Linked DNA regions of Mus musculus: region 2 is linked to region 1. Evidence: chromatin contacts called from public Micro-C data. All regions are on one chromosome and are shown on one strand. The core of a region is the stretch at or near the end of the contact, and the rest is flanking DNA. Distances in the headings are between cores, read along the strand shown. Region 1 has its middle 26 kb from the start of Slc45a1. Region 2 holds the start of Vamp3 (vesicle-associated membrane protein 3).

What was found. A called contact is a pair of places that touch in the nucleus more often than the background predicts.
Region 2: a contact with region 1 is called in a Micro-C map of embryonic stem cells, with 5 times the contacts expected there. The contact joins the promoter of Vamp3 here to the enhancer-like site in region 1. A contact is called at or near these places in 3 of 39 promoter capture datasets (the 3T3-L1 cell line, maxillary cranial neural crest and second pharyngeal arch cranial neural crest), 1 of 484 Hi-C or Micro-C datasets (embryonic stem cells) and 2 of 115 datasets of contacts at active chromatin or transcription factors (embryonic forebrain and embryonic stem cells).

The regions. Positions count from the first base shown.
Region 1 is chr4:150,676,052-150,679,666 of GRCm38.p6, reverse strand. No RefSeq gene overlaps it. Among named protein-coding and RNA genes, the nearest start is that of Slc45a1, 26 kb to the right of the region's middle. Within about 2 kb of position 1,661, at least 33 of the 459 cell types and tissues checked have an H3K27ac peak or open chromatin away from gene starts, as enhancers often do. A contact at or near this core is called in embryonic stem cells, where this site is marked.
Region 2 is chr4:151,055,807-151,059,422 of GRCm38.p6, reverse strand. Vamp3 (vesicle-associated membrane protein 3) reads left to right here and starts at 1,470. Exons shown (of 5, transcript NM_009498.4): 1 at 1,470-1,549; 2 at 3,180-3,261. The coding sequence starts at 1,548. Gm38529 reads right to left here. Exons shown (of 2, transcript XM_017320565.2): 2 at 367-3,471. The coding sequence starts at 1,982. The coding sequence ends at 1,413.

The sequences.
Region 1 (3,615 bases), core at 412-2,911:
ATTTGGCTTACACGTCCACACTGCTGTTCATCATTGAAGGAAGTTCTGGCAGGAACTCAAGCAGGACAGGAACCTGGAGGCAGGAGCAGATGCAGAGGCCACGGAAGGTGCTGCTAACTGGCTTGCTCCCCAAGGCTTGCTCAGCCTGCTTTCTTACAGAACCCTGAACTACCCACAATGGACTGGACCCTCCCACATCAATCACTAACTAAAAAAAAATGTCTCACAGCAGGATCTTATGGAGGCATTTTCTCAATGGAGGTGCCCTCCTTTCAGACGACTCTAGTTTGTGTGTCAAGTTGACACAAGACCAGCCAGCCCACCATCTTTTTTCTTGGATCATGTGACATGGGGGCTCTGGAAACATAGCAGAGCGTGAAGCTCTGGATGGAAACAGGATTCATCTTCTATGTCATCTAGTTTCCTGTCACCAAGACAGACCCTGAGGAAACCCTCAGCTTCGCTCCCTCCTGCCACCAACAGTAACAGTTGCCTAAACTGATTTCTAGGACCTTTGAGGTCTTTGAACAACCTGAAGCCTGCAGCCATTCACTTTAGTCTGTGTAAGGCTGGTACCACTATGACGTCCCAGAACTCAGGCCTGCGCTCTCCGAGCATGCTACCGCTAGCGTTTCCTGAGCATGCGCTCTCCGAGCATGCTGCCGCTAGCGTTTCCTGAGCATGCGCTCTCCGAGCATGCTACCACTAGCGTTTCCTGAGCATGCGCTCTCCGAGCATGCTACCGCTAGCGTTTTCTGAGCATGCGTGCTATGAAAGCCCATGCTGCTCGCTCGTGTCATAAGTAAAGGCTTTTGATCTTGCCTGCGGCTCAGAAGTCCCTGTTTCTTAGCTCATAATTATATAATCTGGGGCTGGCAAGGTGGCTTGGCAGGTAAAGGCTCTTGCCATGAAAGGTTGACGGCCTTCGAGCGAGAGTTCAATCCCCGGAACCGCCATGAAAATGGATAGAGTTGACTCCACAAAGCCGTCCTCTGACCCCTGCAGCGGCTTCACCACACACATTGTTTCTGGAGAAGTGGTGTGCACACTTAGGTGCTAGAGGCAGGAGGATTGCCCCAAGTTTGAGGCCACCCTGGCCTGCACAATGAGTTCCAGGCGAGCCAGAGACACTGGCTCCAAATAAACAAACAAGTGAACAAAGAAACAAAACTCAACACGGGCCCACTGAGGAGGATCAGCAGGTAAAGGCTCCCAAGCCCCACAACTTGAGCCAAGTCCCTGGGAACCCACAGGTGGAAAGCAAGAACCGACTGGCCATCAAACCTTAATGAGAAGAACGAAAGAGAGAGAGAGAGAGAGAGAGAGAGAGAAGGTAGAGGTGACTACTCCTTGGTATGGTGGAGGGAAAGTTTATTATAGACCGTGGGAGAGCATAACCAGAGGCAGACACATCTGGGAGAGTCCAGAGTGGTCTTGACCCTGAAGCATGGGAGGAGAGGGGGAGGGGCAGGGAGAGAGGGGAGCCAAGTATAGAGCCAGGAGCCAAAGGTGCAAAAGAGGCAGAGAGGGTAGGTGACCAAAGCGTCTGAATTATATAGGGAACAGCCTCTGGGGGAAGGGCAGCCCAGCCCCAGGCTGGTGGAAGGGAGTGGGGGGGGGGGATGCCAGACTTACGCCATAGCAGGTAGGGACTGAGGGATGCTGGGAGAACCTGGAGGCCAGGTCCACTTTGTTATGTTAAATAGGCAGCACTCCAGACAGAGTCCACCCCCAGCCCCCCGTTCAACTGATCTAAAGCTCATGCACCCTCCCCCCTCCCCCACCTTCCTCCCCCACCCCCTCCCCCACCTTCATTTCCGCCAGCTTTCCCTCCCCGAGTTTCAGGGACATCCTGGAACAGTGTGAGATCCCGTTGCTATGCAGGCTTCTCCTGCCAGTGGCTTTTCTTCTCGGGGTGGGGGGGAATGCTCTTGTGCCATTGCCTGGGCTAATCGGATAAAAGCCGTTTGGCTTCCTTTCCAACCTTCCTAAACCTTTATTCCCCCAACATTTAAAAGAAGCCTCAAAGGAGAAGAATTATGGTGCGCTGCCCAGCCAGGGGTAGCGGGGTGTGCCTGCTGAGAGAGGGCTTGTCCGCTTTGTGCTTACAAAGTAGGTGGCTTGCCACTCTTTCAAGAAATATTACCGCACAGGCCATGGCTTAGCATTTACATGGATTAAATGGTCCTGTTTCCCCCAGGGACCACTGCTTCAGAAGCCAGAGTCTCTCAGCCTTTGTCCTTCCATGCACCCTACTGTGTACCTACTGTGCACCTTACCATACACCCCACCAAACACCCTACTGTGCACCCTACCATACACCCTACTGTGCACCCCACCATACACCCTACTGTGCACCCCACCATATATCCTACTGTGCACCCCACCATACACTCTACTGTGCACCCCACCATACATCCTACCGTACACCCTGCCATACACCCTACCAGCACAATCCTTATAAAAAGACTGAAGCAGAAACTGCAACCAACTTGTTGAGTTCTACCCTAATTTTTAAATATATATCATTATCTTGAAAATTAACACCTTGTAATTCCCCCTTCCCAAGACCCCCTGCTGTTAAGCCAACATCTGAGCCTACAGTTGTCCTTTGGCCCAGGTAGATGATGACAGGAGACACTTTCTGGCTCTGGTGTGTCTCTGAGGCAAGGGAGTAGCTGGTAGTGGTGTAATGTTGGTCTCAAGGTTTTCTGAGGGGAGCCTGAAGCTGGGTCCCTGCTCTCCTTCAACAACATTGCTGTTTGCAATAAGAACACACAACATGTAAAAGTGTTCAACCATTCATTAGAAACTTGAACCTTCCCAGAGGGAGACAGTTTATTATAGCCACAGACTAAGAATTAGACATTGACCCAGGTGTGGTGGTGCACACCTTTAATGCTAGCACTCAGGAGGCAGAGGCAGGCGGATCTCTATGCTCAGGGCCAGTCTGGTCTTTATAGCAAGTTCCAGACCAACCAGGGCTACACAGTGAATCCCTATCAAAAACAACAAAGAATCAAGCACTAAGGTCGCTTAGCTTGTAAATCTCTTCTATATATAATCAGGACCTGAGTTAGTCTAGTTGGTGAGTCCCAGGTTACTAAAACCCTGTCTCAGAAACCTAGGCAGACAGCCTCTGAGGAAGGATGCTGATGTCTTCTGCCCTCCTCATGCATGTGTGCACTGTTACACACATAAACACACACACACACCAGCAAAGACAGACAGGAGCCAGCGTCCCCAAGGCCAAGGCCTATACTTGAAACCCAGATGAAAACCCAGACAGCGTGTTGTGGGGAGGGGAAGCACTCCTCTGGGCCGGTCCCTTTTGCATTCTGATGAAACCGATGTCCTAGAGGAGAAGTAGGGCAGGAATAAATCTGGCCCTCCCTGCGTCCCATCGGTGATGGCTCCTGTGTGCAGGGGCCTCATTTACCAGGTCCGGTGGGAAAAGCCCTGAGCGGAGCTGTGTGAGCAAACCGGCTGGGCTCCATGGAGACGGGGCCCATAAAAGTGTCTTCTTCCATTTTCAAGGTAAATAGATGTCACCGCCACCGGGAAACAGAAACCGGGAGAACCTGGAAAGGTTACCCAGGCAGTAATTCTTTTCAG
Region 2 (3,616 bases), core at 221-2,720, 380 kb before region 1:
CTCCCACCCAGCCTTTCACTTAGAGCCACTTTCCCAAAGCACTTCCTTTCTACCTACCTTGCCTGGTTCCTTAACACATCGATTTATTTTAAATGCAGTTACTTGGAAGATAAGGATCTCAATTTTAAATTAACCTTTCTCATGTAGCTCAGAGTACCCATGAATTCCCAACGCTTAAGCTTAAGGGTGACATTGAACCTCTTAACCTTTTACCTAAAAGCTTTCGTTGCGATTATGGGTGTGCTAACAGCCTGGGTCTACGTGGTTCTGGGGATCAAACCCAGGGCTGCATATTAGACAAGCACTCTGCCAACTAAGTACACTCTTTAGCTCTACTAGGTAGTTGGCTGGGTTGTGTGTGTGTGGTTTTTGTGTGTGTTTTTTTTTTTTTTAAGACCCTTTCCAGCTTACCTCACAAGGCCTCCCTGCTAGGTATTCTTCGTCACTGTTCCAGTCCTCTTGGCTGTAGAGTTCTGTTATCTCTCTGGTAGGACTTCACTTCTGATCTACCTCAGAACTAGTGCCAGTTTCACACTCTGAACCTCCCACCAGGAGCCCACTGCATTTTCTGTTCACTGTTTAAGCCCGGCCCCACACTCTCCATTTCCTCCTATCCAGAATGGTTTTTATAACTACTACTCAACCTAGTACCCACTGGTGTGGCGCTCTTTAATTGCAACACACACCTTTGGGAGTTACCATGCTGAAGTGGAAAAATACCTTAGTGTATTTCATTGAGTGAATCCACCAACGGAGTTTATTTAGTCTGTTTTAGACCTTGTTGGGATTCTTTTCCACATAACTACTCACCCCCGTTGAACAAAAATTGAGTGTCGTCTCCGCAAGGGCCAGGGAATTACAGAAATGAAGAACCTTACAGTTCTCTAAGCCAAGGCTCCCTTTAGGGATTTAATATCCGTGCAATGGCAAATATTTGTCATGTGAGAACCTGAGAGGAGACTTCTCCCAAATCCTGTGGCCAAGACTCCACATGGACTTCCTACTGCCTCTTTCTCAGAAAAGAACTTTGTCTCCTCAGGACCACTAGATTATTCTGGAACGTTAGGCACGTCCGCTGTTTCTAACATGAGAGACAAGGTATGCGGGCTCACAGTAATGTAAAACGTACCCATTCTCACTCTAAACTGCCTTTCCAGGGCTAGAGACAGGGCAGCAGAGACACTGCAGGGAGCTGCTGTGATTCCTTGGCGGCGAAGAGCCCAGCCCAAAGGCGCAGGCGCCGCGCTCTAGCCCCGCCCACTTGTCCACCGAGAACGCCCGCCCACTCGTCAGCGCCGGCGCTACTTCAGCGCAAGCTCTGGCCCCTCCCACTCCGCTCTGCTCCGAGGTGACAGCCCGCGCTGCGCCCGGCTCGATTCCTATCCCGCCCATTTCCGGCGCGCCCCTGGCGACTAAGAGCGCGTCGCGGGTTCCGGTCCGGCCACCGCTCGTGACGTCACCACGGCCCCGCCCATCTCCTCAGCCTCGGTTGCCTGCAGCGCGAGTCCGTCGACCCTCGGCCATTCGCCGCCGCCACCGCCGCCAAAATGTGAGTGACGCGCTGCGCTGAGAGGCGAGGCGGGCTCCGGGGATGGTGGCCCACTCCTGCGACCCGCTTCAGGCGCGGTGGCCGCTGCTTGACACTCGGACTCGAGTGGAGGCCTCGCAGGCCTACGCGCGGAGTCCCGGGGCCTGAGGTGGGCAGCGGCCCCGCGGTGCACCCTGTCCCCGGACGCTGCGGGACGAGTCGTGGCGCCGCGACGTCCCCGAGTGCCCCGCGGACGGCGGGCAGACGCGGAAGGACGGGGGTGGGGACACCGCCTGACCGAGGAAGCGGCCGCCACACCCCGCGGCTCCTTCCTCGCGAGGGGCGGGAGCGAGCGTGAACGCTCACTCTGTGCGCGGGGTGCGCCCGGCAGGAGCGGGAGACCTGAGGTGGCCGGGAGCCCGTCGTAGGCCAGCGTTTGGCGCTCCCGACGCATCTGGGCAATGGGTTTCTCTTCCGTTTTAAGCCAGCACACTCTGGTTTTAAAATTGGTTTCTAATTGCAACCTTCAGCCAGAATTGTTGTCACCACTTAAGATGTACCTGGTCAGACTGCTGAGCAAATGGCAGTGTCCGGTCCACACTCAAGAGGATTAAATTGGTTCAGTTCAGCCAGCCGCATGTTCAGCCTAAGTTTTAATAAGATGGGAAGGATCGTAGTATCCTCTTTAGTGATATTAGACTTTAAAGAGAGAAAAAATAAATAACATGGATAGTGCTTCCAGAGCACGGTCCTTACCTGTTTAATTTTCGGACCCTGAGTTATGTGAGACAGCCATCAGTGATGTGTCCTTGGTGGTAGACACAGTGCAAACTTTAAAAAGTGCTGTGAGTCAACCCTAGAGTGACAGTTGTGTAGGAAGGCAAAAATTGGAAGCTGTTTTAGATACAAGAGTTTAATGGAGGCAATAAGGACTTAAAAACCAGAGTACTTGTGAAAAGTGGGGATGAGTGAAAATCCAGACTCACTGAACCTATGAGAGATGAATGACTTTCCAACAGAGACAGTTGCTTCAGCCTCCTTCCCGTTCATACAGACCCCCTCCATGCACTTTGAACCTATTTCTTCATATTGTCTGTTCTGTGATTGTTCCTAATTATCAGCCACAACAAAAAGATCAGGAGTCTACTTTAAACATCTGTGTGTCTTAAAGCAAGTTTAAAAAAAAAAAAAACCCACACTTTATTGACATAGAACAGATCTTGTTAAATATTTGTTTCAGACTTTTATCACTATCAAGTGATACAGTCTTAAGAATTATTGAGGGGTTATAAAAACATATTAGTGCCTTTATTTTTTACCTTGGGACTTTTAAGAAATAACTGCAGTGTAAGGAGTTAAGACTGCGTCCCACCATAACAGTTTATACACACAAACAGGCCATGGTATACTTGAGAGCAAAGGACACTTGAGAGCAGAGAACAACCTCACATGTCAGTCCTGGCTTTCCACCTTATTGGAGACACTATCTCTTGTTCAGTGCTGCATGTATCAGGTGAGCTGGCCCTCAGGCTTCCAAGACTCTCATGTGTCCACCTCCCATGTCATGGTTGGAGCATTGGGATTATATATTAGCTTATCAAGTGCACTGGGAATTACAGTGTACTCATACTTGTGACTTTATACCTTTCAGGTCTACAGGTGTGCCTTCGGGGTCAAGTGCTGCCACTGGCAGTAATCGAAGACTCCAGCAGACACAAAATCAAGTAGATGAGGTACCACTCTAAAATTTTAAATGTGACTTTTAAACAAACATGGGAATTCTCTAGAATTTTATTTAGAAAAAGAGTCGTTGGAGCTAGAAAGATGTCTCGGGAGTTAAAAGAACACTTACTTGTTCTAGCAGAGGATCCACCTGGGTTCCAAGCACTCTCATTTGTATCACGAAACTGCTTGTAACTGCCTCCAAGGGCACATGCATGCACCTGTACACACAGACACAAGCATGTAATTATTTTTTTAAAACATTAGAGAAAAAAGGCATCAGCAGTGTGTGGGCATAAATTTTGACTATATCAGAAGTCATCTTTTTAAACGTGTATTTAAAGGGCAATAGTACAGATTCTGCGA